Linked DNA regions of Sus scrofa: all the other regions are linked to region 1. A link is a contact called in public Hi-C, HiChIP or PLAC-seq and promoter capture Hi-C data. All regions are on one chromosome and are shown on one strand. Each heading gives the region's core, a stretch centred on a gene start, on an enhancer-like site or on the middle of the called end of the contact. The rest is flanking DNA. Distances are from core to core; before and after follow the strand shown.

Region 1 (2,709 bases), core at 112-2,611:
TTGTCATTCCTAATTCTTTATTCTGTAGGTAGGAGTATATAATTGAATTTTTACACCTGCAACAAACATTTATAAAGAAAACAACTTTCCTCTAATCCCATTTCTACACACACACACCGTATGTCAGAGTTATATCCCTTAGAATGCCCCTATTTATAAGAGGGTAGACTCTCCCCAAAGTAGAGTGACAATCCTTATGTCAGTCACCTAGGGAAGAGAAACTATCTGGGAAGTTAGGACTTTGGCTTACATCTTTCTTGGCCTTGTTCTTTTGGGTCTGGATTGTAGTTTGGATGTATTAGAAGATGTTCCCAAGAGTTAAAGGTAGAAGGGGGAAGAGCTCCCCTGTAATTCCCAAAGAAGACCACACCTGAAAAATGAGTGTTTTCAAAACTGCCAACACTTTGTCATTGGAGAGAAATGCCTTACTAATTACAGCTTGGACACTACTGTGTCTCAGAAGGCTAAGAATGCTGATCTGGGTCTCTTCTGCCTTCATTTTTTCCTTTGATTACTCACGAGACCTTAAAAAGGTCTCTTTAATGCTCCAGCCCTGCCTCAGCTGTGCAATAGATAGGGGTATTTCTGAGGAGTGTTGGGGCTGCAAGTTCCAAGAAATCCTCCTTGGGTCACACCTAGGAATTCAGGATTTGATTTTACCTTAAAAAAATTAATAATTCCATGACCTATAAGTGTGTCATCCAGATTTGTGCACTGACTCATTTCCTGAACAAATGACGTATTAACAACCTGCATTTATAACTAGTTGCATGATTACGATCGTTTTCAATGTCTTTGGGTTTCATTCAAATTAGACCACTTCCCCTACAAATTCTAGCTTGCGCGTTCCATTCAAACTAGCGCATTTCCCCTATAGATTCCAGCCCAGAACTCCCACAGCTTCCGGAAGGTTTTCCCTACGTTAACTCCACCTGCGCACCCTGGACCCAATTACTGTAACTTGGGTAACTCCTGCAGTGATATGTAATGATATGTTGATTTCCGTAAACAACTCTCTGCCTACTTCCCCAGCATAATTACAACGTTATGGGAGAGCCCTCAGTCTATGCAAGGGAGAACGACTCCTTCAAACGAGGCTGGCAGTACTGGTCGGCACTAGCAGCTGAGGAAGCCAAGGTCGCTCTTGAGGGGAGGGCGCCCAGCGCGGCCCGTCAAGCTGGGGACCCCCACGGGCTCAGCTCTCGCACTCGCAACTGCGGGGACCCGCCCTCCCCAGCCACCTGAGGCCAGCCTGGCCCGCTCGGCCGGTGCACACTCACTGGGCAGTGGGCAGTAGAGGCGCCGGGTCTCTCCGGTCTCAACGGAGGCTTCCAGGCCTGGCTTCTCCTAGACCGCCGCAGGGAACTGGGCCTCACTCCCACAGTGCCTCAGGATTGGCTGGCCATGACAGACAATTCCGAGCCTCAGCCAATCAGCGCAGCTCTCCTTAAAGGGCCCGCAAGCTTGACCTTGAAGGTCTGGTATGTTCTTTTCCGCCAGGCGCCTGGGAGCGGCGGGTCAAAGAGGAAAATTCAAAACCACAGGGACTCAGCAATCAAATTTAAAGGAGGCAGAGAGAGAGCAGCATGGAAATCGCACTTAAATGACTCAGTGAGGTTTGTCACTTACCCACGAGGAGCTTGAGCAAGTCATGTTCCCTCTCAAAGTAAAACTCTCTCTGGAGAGCTTAATGAGCCATGTCATAGTTATTCTCCAGTAATTAAGTCAACTACCACTTGTAAGGTCTGTTTCGAGAATGTGTCTCATGAGGTTGTCATTGAAATATATATAATCCACAGTTATAAAAATTTGTAAGGGCTTTTCTGCTTTACAGAATGTTTAATGTCGAGGGTAGATCCCCCCCCCCTTTGAATATCAGCACAGACATAGTTTATTTAATTTGTTGGAGCCTCAGTCTCTTCCATCTGTTAAATTGCCACCCATTAAAGTGGCAAAAATGTTAAGGCAGGAAACGAAAAAAGAATAGACCTGGTCAGAGTTACCAATCCAGTTTCTTTGACCGAGCACATCTTTCTCCCCTGCTACCCTGAGAGGTAATCATTTCTTCTCACCCTCACCAGTAATTTTTGTCTTGAGTAAGTCAGGTCCTTCTCTGAGTTTCCTTGAGGAAAAACTTGAGGAACTGTTGGCATACTTTTCTTTGCTACTACACGGCTTGGAAGAATATCAAGGACTTTACCAGGCTTTGGCCTTGAGAAAGGTCCCTGCCCTTAGCCTTGTCTGACCCTCACATCAGTGAAGAAAGCATTTAATCTCCCCCAGGCTCTGCATGTGAGTGAACACCACCCCACCATCTTGCCAGAGTGACCTGGGCACACAGAAGCGAAGCCATTTGGAACTTGGACTCATTAAGAGAGGAAAGCAACTGATATGATATCATTTGAGTGCAGGACGTCTTGGACTCATTAAGAGAGGATAGCAACTGATGTGATAGCGTTTGCACGACATCTAGCATAAGCAAACCTTTATTTGATATCCATCACTGTCACTCTTCATCCTCTCCAAAATTTAACTTTTATCATCTCTACAATAGGACTGAAGCCATTTAATTTATTGGACTGTGAAGACTAAATGAGATAAATATTTAGGCACTTAGCACAGTGTCTGGAACACAGTTAGCATTAAGTAAATAGCAGTAACCAGCAACAGTGGCAACCTGTTACTAACTCTAGGTCTAAAGGGACAAGG
Region 2 (2,709 bases), core at 158-2,657, 660 kb before region 1:
TGAATAAAGAGAAATAAATGTATTCCAACACCTTCCACACACTCCCTAGTCACACAATTGGATTCACTGTTTCTAGTCCAAGCAGCCAGGAGATAGGGACAAGGAGTAGAAACCTGCTGGGTCTTCTCCCAAATGCTCCTCTCCAGGGCTGTCTTCTCAGTGCACAGGGGTGACTCTAGTTGTCCCCTATTAGCTGCTAGACCCTGCTTGTTTGGATCTTCCCTAAATTCACCAAGAACTCAACATCTTTCTATCCAATGCCCCGTTTGCTTAACATGAGCCAAAGTCACCTGGGTTCTTTACACCATGAAAACTTTCACTAACACAGTCCTTCAGAACCCAGCCTCACCAGGAATCCATGACTCAAATGGGGTCTGGAAGAGATGGTATGGAGAGCTTTCAGCGAAGGCATATGAACATATTCCAAACCACTGGGTGGGAACTCATGTTATAAAGGAAACCTATTTCCTAAGATAGAATTTACTAATTTTTTTTCTTACCTTCTCTCTAACCCCTTACATCACAACCCACATATCAGCTGGTTCAGGGCTTTATGTAACTTGATGTTAGCCATGTTGAAAGTTAACACAATTTGGCATTTGGTAATCATGTGGGTCATGTTCCCCAGGTGGTAATTATGTGGGCTGTGTTCTGTACAACCACCTAATAAATGCCCAGATGACTATTTTGGCGACCAGCGATTAGGTGGCCCAGAATCATCCTTTAATCTACCAAGCAGAACGTTCTAAGGTAGAAGCCTACAAAATGGGAAATTACTGAGCTGTCCTCCACATTCCTTTGGCTGAAGGCAGGGAATCCTGGGCATCCCTGGACAAGGTGACTTGTGGCACACTCCCTTATTGTTTAAAAAGAGCTGTAATTATTTCAGTGTTGCTAGAATGAGGGACTACATGATACAACACTACAGGACTTTCATGCGGGATATTCAAGAGCAACATCCATGAGCTCTGCTCGGGTTCCAAAGGGCGCAGAGGCCTTTCTCCTCAGGGTTCTAGTACATACTCTAGGTGTATGGAACAGTGGAATGTAATGGTTAAAAGCATGGTCACTGAAGCCAGATTACCTGGGTTCAGTGACCATGTTACCTTGAGCAAGGTACCTAACCTCTCCTTATCTGTAAAATGGAACCCATGATAGGACCTACTTCATAGTTCGTAGGGTTGTTGTGATAATTAAATATTAACTCATTTAATACAAGTGAAGTATTTGGGCTAGTTCCTGGCACTCAGGAAGCAGTTAACAAGGAAGAGCTATTCTTATCTTGTGCCTGGGTAGGATCGGAAAGAAGAGAAAACCTGAGAAATGAGGACAGCCCACAGTGTGACCAACTTCTTACCACATATCTGAATTTGAGAGTTGCCTCATCACCTCATTCAACAGTCACTCAAAAAATATTTACTGAGCACCAACCACAGTGGAAGGTCATCTGATGCAAGGGTGGTGACAGGACAGTGGGGGGGGGCAGTTAGGTTCTTGTTTAGGGTACGTGGTTTAGTTCACCTAGGTTAAATGGGATCCCATTGTAATGCTGGCTGTAAAATAGTGAGCAGGACAACAGAGGCCCTGACCTCGGGAACGTTTTTGATCAAGTAGAAGGGACAGATTTTTAAACAACTGACCCACATAAAAATATAACAAGCTGTGTCATACTTTACAAAAGAAAAATACAGGGTGCTAAAAGGTGTATGTACCTCAGAGAAGGAGGGAATGCCATGGAAAGTCATGAGACCTGAGGATAAACAGAAGAGATCCAAACAGGATCAAGAAAAAGTATTCCAGGCAGAAAGCACATGCAGAGGCCCCAGAGCAGGAAAGAACTTGTGTTCGAGGAGCTGAAAGAGGGGCCATTATGTAAGGGGAGAGAGAGAGAGAAGGGTATAAGAGGAGGCAAGATTGCTGGCAGACCAATATTATATCGTGTGAAGGAAGAATGTGGTTCTTATCTCCTCCTCAAATTCTGTCCACCACATCTTCTAGTTACTTCATATTGACAGATGGAAACTGAAATTATTTTAACAAATCAAGAAAAGGCATTTAAGCTGCTTACTTACGTAGGACAGCAGCTTAAAAAAATCTCTGCTCATGCACTGGGTATTTCTTCAGAGGGTAGCTTGGTCTTTCAAGGATATAATTTACTTCAGAGATGGAGTCTTCCTAGGTACAACAAAAACAAATCCAGCAATCAGATTACTCATAATATAATCTAGACCAATGATATCCAGATGTGTAGTTTTGCATTTTAAAGGCCTATGAATCCCATATACACCATATGTATTCTGTTCATGATACATGTGTGTAGGTAGATACTATTTCTTTTTTTCCTCCCTCTTTCGTTCCTTCCTTCCTTCCCTTCCTTCTTTTTCTCTCCCTTTCTTTCTTTCTTTCCTCTCTCTTCCTTTCTTCTTTCTTTCCTCTCTCTTCCTTTCTTCTTTCTTTCCTCTCTCTTCCTTTCTTCTTTCTTTCCTCTCTCTTCCTCACTCCCACTCTCCCTTCCTCCTCCCTCCCTTCCTTTCTTTTTACATTTTACAGGGATTCCCTTACTGAAACGATTGAGAATTAACAAAGTAAAGCAAATGACTTTGCAGAGTGGCAATAAGGTAATTCACCATCCTGGTGACGAGAGTAATCAATATTCGTTTTTAAGTATGATCCTACAAATCTAAGATATGCCAGCATTTAAAAGTCACG
Region 3 (2,709 bases), core at 113-2,612, 600 kb before region 1:
TCCATAAGGTATGAATTTGATCTATATTAGCACATTATATCTATTTTTTTTTTTTTTTTGCTTTTGCTTTTTTTGCTTTTTAGAGTCATGCCTGCAGCATATGAAAGTTACCTGGCTAGGTGTCAATCAGAGCTACAGCTGCCAGCCTACACAACCGTTGCTGGATTCTTTAACCCACTGAGCAAGGCCAGGGATGGAAAGGCATCCTTATGGATACTAGTCAGGTTCATTACCACCGAGCCTCAAGGGGAGCTCCCTATATCTACTCATTTTAAAATTGATAATATCCCATCATATTAATATATAACTTATTTAAGATCCTCTATTGATGGGCAATTAGATTGTTTCTTCTTTTTTCCTGGCCACCCACACACACACACAAAACGCTGCAATAAACACCTTTGTAGGTAAATCACTGCTTATTGGTGCAAAAAATAACTTGGTTGGACAATTTCCTGGTATTTAAATTGCTGAATCAAAGCACTTAAACCTCTAATACTGTCAAATTACCCCTCCCAAAAAAGTTACACAAATGATATTCTAATAGCACTTCCTCACACCTTGTCTACACTCGGTATTGACAAACTTCAAAAGATTAAAAAAATGGCGTCTCATTTTTATTTGGGTCTCTTTAATTACAAGTAGGGCAACAAAGCCTGATTGTTAAATGTGCACGTTTTGAAGTTAAACTCCCTGGGCAGATCCTACTTCTTTCCGTTAAAATGTGTGACATTATGCATGCTGGATCTATTTCCTCTTCTCAAGAAAGGAGATAATGAGAGCACAAATCTTTACGATTAAACGAAATAAGCATAAATACAGGAAGCCCTCTCTATGCGCTCGCTATTGGTGGTACACTATTTTCTCAAGCCCTACTCTTTGCAGTACTTTACCTTTGGCATACTCCTTCCCCCGGCCCCGCCCGCAAAGCTTCGCAGAATCTAGGTGTTTGTAACTTGAAATGAGTGAAAAATCGGCGCCGCTTTTCAACTTACTCCCTACTTTAACTGCCCCCACCCCCACTTCAGAAACCGGTTTACATATCAGTGCACAGGAAGGACTTGGTTTTTAAACAATACACAAAGCGGATAACATTTGGTCCGAGCACCCCCCCCCCCCGGCCTCTAGGACCCACCATTTACTGCGTAGGAAACTCCAGATAAATATTTAATACTACACGACCAACAGCGCCGTTAAGGGTAAACCAGCAGCGCTGAAAGGCTTCAGAGAAGGGAGTTTTAAACAAAACTGACTTCCAGACAAAACCCCCTACTTGCAGGCCCCGGGACGCACCTCTGGGAGGGGCCTAGGAAGGCTCCGCCTTCTAATCCGGAAATGACGTTTCAGGTGGAGTCAGTCTTTTTCCGCCGTCTGCCTGTAGCGCTGCCTGGGCTAGTACGGGGCGTGCGTCGGCGTCGCGGCCTGCCAAGGGATTCTGGGTAACGGCCCCCGCCGGCTGGGGCGGCTGGCACCGCGCAGTAGGTTCCACTAACGCTAAGTCGGTTGGCAGTAGAGGTTGTGGGGCTGTGGGCAGCAGGACATGGAGCAGCCGTGGCCGCCGCCAGGACCTTGGAGCCTCCCTCGGGCAGGAGGTGAGGCTGAGGAAGAGAGTGACTTGGATGTGTCCCCTGGTTCTCCCCGCTGCCTGCAGCTGCCCGGCGGCGGCTCCCAGGTGAGAAGGGGCCCGCGTTCTGCGGAGGGGATGAGAAGGTTCCGTCACCAGGCCCCCAGAGTTATCTGTTCCTGCGACCCTCTTCTGTGCCCTGTTCTGAGTCCCCACTTCCCCACCCCGGGCGCCGGGGGCCTGATTCCATCCCATCGCTTTGTAGCATCTACTGAGGTCTTCGAAGAGGGGCTGGCCATTTATTTCCAACCTCCACGCACACCTTTTTCACCTTGGCTAATTTCTCACCCTTGGAAGAAGTTACTCCCCGTCACCCGCCTTTTGACAGCAGCAGATTTAGGTCGGTTCACGCTATAACAGTGACCCTTTGTCCTCTTGTGCCTGCATTTATCCGAGTACTTTATTCTGTTGACGGCTCTAATATACAGTTGATGAGAACAGTGAATGGTTGAGCTCCTGACATAAACGTTTCCGATCCAATTTATTTCACTGACTTTTGACATCTGAGCAAATTCTGTAAAACTCGGCTTTTGATGGCGTAAATCATGCTCACTGATTGGCGTGACCATTTCCCCCTTATGATTATGATTTTAGTTTTGTTTCATACCATTCTGAAGTAAAAACATAAAGGCACGCATTTGCCTTTTCCTTCAGACTTACTCAGATCCCTGAAACTGCTTGTGGTTTTCAGCCCAGCCTTCTTTACTCTGAAAATTATCTGGATGTGATATACTATCATTTAGGGTTTTCCTGGGTCTTATCTTAGGCAGTGCTTACTGTTCATGTCACTTTGTCTTGGAGTATGTTTTTGAAGTATATTTCAGGATCACTGGACTAAACTCACTGAAACGAATTGTAGGTGTCTGCCCTCTAGGCTTCTTGCAAAATGGGATCCCTGAGGGCTTAACTGAATTAATACAGTTTTACTCGGGACTCATCTTGCTAGCTCTTAATGAAAATGAGTGATTTCAATCGTTTTCCAGTAAGTGTAAGATCATCGATCCTATGCCCAGCTCTCAGGATTAGTTGGCTGCACAGAGAAAAATGCTGTTTCATAACCACAGGCTGTACTTCAGCCAGTCGCT
Region 4 (2,709 bases), core at 151-2,650, 540 kb before region 1:
CCCTCAATAACCCGCCTGAAGCTGTCCGTAGAGACCAAAGGTTCGGGGAGCAGTCGCTCAGAAGCGGGAGGTCTCCCTACTGGGCGGCAATTGGAAGATGCTGCGCCCATACCCCAGACCCCCATACCCCAGACCCACATTCCCGGGACCCACTTCTCCGCCCCTGTCCCTCCACCCACAAATCCCACCCAGGCGACCGTGAACCGCTGCCCTTCCCGCCCCGGCTCCCACCTGTGCCCCGAAGCATATTGTCTCGGAGCAGGTCCCCACTGGAGAGGTGCTTCAGCTCGAAGTGTTTGGTGATGCGCGAGGACACAGTGCCCTTGCCGGAGCCGGGCGCCCCCATGATCGCTGCGCGCAGTAACCGCGCAGACGCCCCCATGGCCGCAGAGAGAGGCCTGGGCTGCGCGAACGATGGGGATTCGGCCTGGCTACGCTCTCACCCGCTCGGTGGTCCGCGGCTGAGCAGCTGGCAGCGCTGCGAGCTGGCGTCGGCCTCAGCTCTCAGGCGAGCCCGGAAGTGAGGCGATAGGCAACCGAGCAGCCCCGCCCGCCTGCCCCCAGCGACTCGGGGCACCCCCTCCCCCTCGCCCGGCCCAGCCCCGCCCGCGCAAGTCGAGCGCAAGCCTCGCCCCCTCCGCGCTTCCTGTGAGACCTCTGTGGGCTCCTTCGCCGACCCGCGCGACCCACGTCCCTTAGCGCCTCCTCCCCACTCGCCGGCTTCCCTCTGCACCTCTTTTGCGCCTCCAGGCACCCCCCCCCCCGGCCCCTGAATACCCCCTACTTCCCTCAGGTCCTCACCTCGCACCTGTCAGTGCCTTGCCCTGTCCTGCCCAGTCCCAGCCGGGGAGACCTCGTCCGGTTCCTCGCACACTTGGCCACTCCTCCCGCGTCCCCTTCTGAACCCTGGGCCCCGCTCTGCGCCCCTTGGTTACTGGATATCATCCTTACCTGCCCCCCGCCTGACACCCTTGACGCACCTTTCACGCCGTGCCCAGTGCTGCCGAGTCCCAGAGAGAGGGTCTACCGTGCCGCCCGTCAGGTGCCCTTCCCAACTCCAGCCCCCTCCCCCGCGCGACCCCTACTTGCGGCCCCCTCGCCACCACTGCCCCTGGGTTCTCAGAGTCATCAAACGCTCCCCTTCTCCCCGCCCCCAGCCTGCAGATTTCTCCCTTCCCTTCTCTTCCTCAGTTGCCCTGCGACTCTTCTCCCTGGCTTTCTCGAGCTAATTTTTAAGGTACGTTTATCATAGTGGGTAGAATCACAGTGGGTGACAATGAGCCGATAGGGCCTTCCTCTTCATTTCCCACGAGAGGAATCTAAGTTGAAATTGAGTGAGGTGCTCCATGTCATAGGTCTATTGAGGGGTGTCTCTTACCTCCTAGGACCACACTTTGGGATTCAAAAGTAGTTGTTGCTTGCACTCAGCTGAGCTTGAAAGTATTGGCTCTTCCACAGGCTCCATTTTTTGCCTGTGGCAATACACTGATTACATAAATATTTTTTCAGTAAAATGTCTGCTCCTTAGAATTGAAAGTTTAGTGGTTGAGGCAGATCGTAACAAGGAAACAGAAATATTTGAAGGATAATTTGAGCTCATACTCCGAACAAAACAAAACAATGTGTGGAGATGGTCAGTAAAGCTTTGAAGAAATGGCATTTGCTCTCAGCACTAAATGGGAAGGTGGAGGGAAAGAGACAAAGGCAAGGGGAAAAAACCCTAGAGATGGAATATTTGGTGTGTTCCAGGAAGAGAAACACAAGGCAAAAAAATTGAACCTATTTCCTCTGTAAAATGGGCATGGAAGTTGTTAAAACTGTGTAAAGTACAATGCCAGCTGCAGGGTAGTGTTCAATATTACGTTAAAGTTACCCATCATTGCTATCATTTCTCTGTGTCAGGACATTATACTAAGGCAGAGAGAAGGCTCTGTGAAAAATAAACAAGTGCCACCTTCCTCAGAAGTTACCAAACGTGTGGCCCCAAACTGCTTTTCAATTTAAAAGATAGAAATTATTTCAGAGAGAGGTGGTAAGGGAAAGTGTGCTCCCCAGTGAACCTGAGCTTGGTGAATGGGTGGGGGGATTTAATAGGTAGACAGTGCTGTAGTTGGAAAGATATTTAGTAGCTCGTACATATTTTATTACTAGGAGAGAATGAAGATGAATTAACATTCAACTCATGTAATTAGAAAAAAAAGATTAAAAAAAATAATAACCCATGGAAAACAGGAAGGGATTAAGCAAAGAAAAAGAACATAAATGAAAGTACCAGAAAACTTAAGGAACAGAACTAACAAAAGAATGAAAAAGTCTGGACAAGTAGAAGTTACGAAACACCGGAGAACCTGAAGGTGTGTAGAGAGTCCTAATTTCCAAAGCCAGGAACATTTGAGGGTTTGGCTGCAAAGAGATCTGAAAGAAAATCCTGGGAGATATTTAGCTTAGAAAGAAAACAAACAACTGAGAAATCATTCTGTCATAGGGGAGGAAAAGCTGAGTGTTGTGGTCATATCACCAGGCCCCACAGAGCTGCAGCTTTGCTAAAGTTTGTTGATTATGACCGAGAAATGAATAAGTAACTGCCAGACTGAGAAATCTCTTGGCAACTGAGCTTAGCGCAGTCATTTGGCTGTGCACACACATTCGTTTGGGCTGGTTCTTCCCCCTTCAACTTGCCCTAGTGGTAAACACACTGAGCTCAAACTA
Region 5 (2,709 bases), core at 108-2,607, 510 kb before region 1:
CTCAGTAAATGTCAGTAGGGAGTTCCTGTTGTGGCTCAGCAGGTTAATAACTTGACTACTATCCCTGAGGGTGCGGGTTGATCCCTGGCCTCTCTCACTGGGTTAAGGATCTGGTGTTGCCGCAGTGTGGCTGTGGCGTAGGTCAAAGATGTGGCTTGGATCCAGTGTTGCTGTGGCGTAGGTCTTAGGCTGCAGCTCTGATTCAACCCCTAGCCTGAGAACTTCCATATGCCACTCTGAGTACAGCCCTAAAAAGATTACACAAAAAAATGGCAATAATGTAAATGGATTACCTACCTCCCTCAGTGGATTTCAGGGCTGATTCTGTTAAATTCTAATAACCTGTCACCCTATAAGAGCTTAGATCTCTCAGTGGATTCCTTGTAGCTGAATCTTATCCACATAGGGCTAGCTACCTTCTTTAATCTTACTCAAGCTCCCACCCCTTCCAGAGCTCCTTTACCTCCATGTATTCTGGAACTCATGATCTGGTGATATTATCCAAGAATGGCTGCAAGCCAACGTTATTGTGGTAACAGATGCTTAACTTTGTAGTCATTTGTTAACTGCATATCACTGAAGATTTTTGAGCAGAGAAGGGACATAATCCAATCTTTGGGAAGATTTTGGTGTGCAGGAGTAGAAGAGGTGCGTGTTTGTGTAAGTTGTATAACTACTCATTTTGAGGCATGTGGCATGGGAGGACCTGACTTGGCAGTAAGGGCAGTGACTGCAAAGGAAGAGACCGCTGTGAAAGAGGCAAAGCTTGGTGTCTCATAAGCAATGGCCAGGTGTCGGAAGACTCGGGTCCAGTGCATGCTGGCAGTGTCAGCCTTGCAATGTTTCTCGAATCTTTTCGCATGTGCAGGTCGGGAATGGTAGTACCTCGTAGGGTTATAGCGGGGAGTGAGGGGACGGCCGCTGGCTGGGCAATCAGTACGGTGTTTGCAACAGGGTAAAGCGCGCCAATCCTGTTTTCTTCTGTGTTAAGAAAACGGCGGAGATAATACCATCCACATCCCAGAGATTGCCGTAAATGGTGATGCTAAATACCAGGTACGAAGTAGGCACTCAAGCCCAGTTGGTCGCCTCCCATTGCCCCCACGCCGGGAGACACCCTCGGAGACTGGCGGGGTAGGCGAGCTCCCTTGCGTAGGCTCACTGGCCAGCCTAGCGCGCTCCTCCCGCGGAGCACTGTTGCTGGGGCCCCGGCAACGCCCAGCCCCAACACAAGCCAATAGTAGCAGGGCCCGGGCACCGCCCAGCTGCAAAACGGGCCAATAGCTGCGCGGCGTGGGCACCGCCCTGATCCAGCACGGGCCAATAGCAGTGTGGCCCGGTTCGGGGGGCCGCCCCCAGCGGGGATGGGAGGCGGAGAGGCGGTCACCCGCTCCGCCCCACTCCCCTCTGACCCGGTGTCTCGTCTCTCTGTCTTCCTGTTCCAAACCACGTGGACGCGCCGGGGGCTGCGGGGGCTGCGGGAGGGAACCTGGGCCGCCACAGCAGCTGTCGGCGCCACCCCAAGAGTCAAGACCCTCGCGCCCGTCCAAAGTCGCCTCGCCCCGGCCGCCCGCTCCTTTGCGGAGAGCGTGCACATGGCGACCCAGGCGCACTCCCTCAGCTACACGGGCTGCAACTTCTTGCGCCAGCGTCTGGTCCTGTCCACTTTGAGCGGGCGCCCCGTCAAAATCCGAAAGATTCGGGCCAGAGACGACAACCCAGGCCTTCGAGGTAACTCCGGGGTTGGGGAGCGCTAGGGGTGGGCGCTGAGCTGAAGAGAGACGGCGCTAATGCCCAGGGGGCCGGTGCGCGGGGAGCCTCGGGATCCTACGGGCGCGTGGGGGAGGGCTCATGGTTTGTACCCTCCACCCCCACCCCCGCACCGGAACGCGCGAGAGGCTGTGCGGGAGGAGGGGTTGAGCCCTGAGGGGTGCGCTCAGCTGCGCTCTGTGCTCGGTGGCGTCTACCCGCGCTGGTAGTAAACAGCTACACGTTTTCCCAGGTTTACGTGTCGCAGCAGATCCCAGGCATCGCCCCCTCACTTGTCTTCAGTCGGTCTTGCTCAGCCATAAATCTTTAAAGGAGAGAAGCAGTTTGTTGGAACGAAATGTGGTGAATGGGCAGATGTAAAGATGGAGAGAGATTTGGAGAGAAAAGTACCACTGATTGGTTCCGTCCTCTGTCCCAAAACAGGTCTCAGAAGCAGCTACCCCCTTGGATACTGGCTGTCCCTGTCGCCATGATTTCTCGGCTGCCCTCACACATCTTGGGTGTGGATTAAAGAATTTTAGAAAATTCTTTGTTTTCAGCCGCGATTGAGATTGATGTGTGCAGGACAAGAGCTTTGAAATAAATTTTTTAACAGTCATGGGCCTAATTGCCTTGACTTTAGTAAAGGGTTGGTGACAAGCGCTAAACTACAGGCTTCCAAGCTATTTTTGCCCTACAAAGATAGATGAAAAATAAGGCCCCATTTAAACCCACATCAAGGTTAATGGCTCCGAGTTTTATCTGGTCCCCTGGAATGACACATATATTTAAAAGCTTCTGCCTGGTTATCCCAAATTGGTAAAATCAGTTAAAGCAAAAAAGGAAAAAACAAAACAAAACCTATCTGCAAATTGAAGGAAGAGAGGGCTTATTTTTGGTCCTGCAAGCTTTCTGGATCCTGTTGATGTGTTTGATTTTGTATTGGTCCCTGCATATTTC

The links. Promoter capture Hi-C pulls out the DNA fragments that hold promoters and counts their contacts. A called contact is a pair of places that touch in the nucleus more often than the background predicts. HiChIP or PLAC-seq counts read pairs in DNA pulled down with a chosen protein or histone mark.
Region 2: a contact with region 1 is called in a Hi-C map of embryonic fibroblasts, with 2.3 times the contacts expected there. The contact joins the enhancer-like site here to the promoter of PLGRKT in region 1. A contact is called at or near these places in 2 of 5 promoter capture datasets (fetal liver and fetal skeletal muscle), 8 of 47 Hi-C or Micro-C datasets (alveolar macrophages, embryonic fibroblasts, mesenteric adipose tissue and 5 more) and 2 of 2 datasets of contacts at active chromatin or transcription factors (alveolar macrophages and skeletal muscle).
Region 3: a promoter capture Hi-C map of fetal skeletal muscle shows a contact between it and region 1, with 3 times the contacts expected there. The contact joins the promoter of SPATA6L here to the promoter of PLGRKT in region 1. A contact is called at or near these places in 2 of 5 promoter capture datasets (fetal skeletal muscle and liver), 3 of 47 Hi-C or Micro-C datasets (embryonic fibroblasts, liver and skeletal muscle) and 2 of 2 datasets of contacts at active chromatin or transcription factors (alveolar macrophages and skeletal muscle).
Region 4: an H3K27ac HiChIP or PLAC-seq map of alveolar macrophages shows a contact between it and region 1. The contact joins the promoter of AK3 here to the promoter of PLGRKT in region 1. A contact is called at or near these places in 2 of 5 promoter capture datasets (fetal skeletal muscle and liver), 18 of 47 Hi-C or Micro-C datasets (adipocytes, alveolar macrophages, brain and 11 more) and 2 of 2 datasets of contacts at active chromatin or transcription factors (alveolar macrophages and skeletal muscle).
Region 5: a contact with region 1 is called in an H3K27ac HiChIP or PLAC-seq map of alveolar macrophages. The contact joins the promoter of RCL1 here to the promoter of PLGRKT in region 1. A contact is called at or near these places in 3 of 5 promoter capture datasets (fetal liver, fetal skeletal muscle and skeletal muscle), 6 of 47 Hi-C or Micro-C datasets (blood, fetal liver, fibroblasts and 2 more) and 2 of 2 datasets of contacts at active chromatin or transcription factors (alveolar macrophages and skeletal muscle).

The regions. Positions count from the first base shown.
Region 1 is chr1:216,690,723-216,693,431 of Sscrofa11.1, reverse strand. PLGRKT (plasminogen receptor with a C-terminal lysine) reads right to left here and starts at 1,361. Exons shown (of 5, transcript NM_001190217.1): 1 at 1,281-1,361. It also overlaps a transcript of CD274 not described here.
Region 2 is chr1:217,346,074-217,348,782 of Sscrofa11.1, reverse strand. It overlaps SPATA6L (spermatogenesis associated 6-like protein), which reads right to left. Exons shown (of 13, transcript XM_021064067.1): 12 at 2,073-2,175. The coding sequence ends at 2,086. Among named protein-coding and RNA genes, the nearest start is that of CDC37L1, 59 kb to the right of the region's middle. Within about 2 kb of position 1,407, at least 6 of the 83 cell types and tissues checked have an H3K27ac peak or open chromatin away from gene starts, as enhancers often do. A contact at or near this core is called in embryonic fibroblasts, where this site is marked.
Region 3 is chr1:217,286,614-217,289,322 of Sscrofa11.1, reverse strand. SPATA6L (spermatogenesis associated 6-like protein) reads right to left here and starts at 1,362. Exons shown (of 13, transcript XM_021064067.1): 1 at 1,294-1,362. CDC37L1 (hsp90 co-chaperone Cdc37-like 1) reads left to right here and starts at 1,327. Exons shown (of 7, transcript XM_003121918.5): 1 at 1,327-1,672. The coding sequence starts at 1,541.
Region 4 is chr1:217,235,252-217,237,960 of Sscrofa11.1, reverse strand. It overlaps AK3 (GTP:AMP phosphotransferase AK3, mitochondrial), which reads right to left and starts at 1,400. Exons shown (of 5, transcript XM_021064132.1): 1 at 1,379-1,400. LOC106509181 (a long non-coding RNA gene) reads left to right here and starts at 940. Exons shown (of 4, transcript XR_001306485.2): 1 at 940-1,237.
Region 5 is chr1:217,203,608-217,206,316 of Sscrofa11.1, reverse strand. It overlaps RCL1 (RNA 3'-terminal phosphate cyclase-like protein), which reads left to right and starts at 1,357. Exons shown (of 9, transcript XM_001926437.4): 1 at 1,357-1,731. The coding sequence starts at 1,365.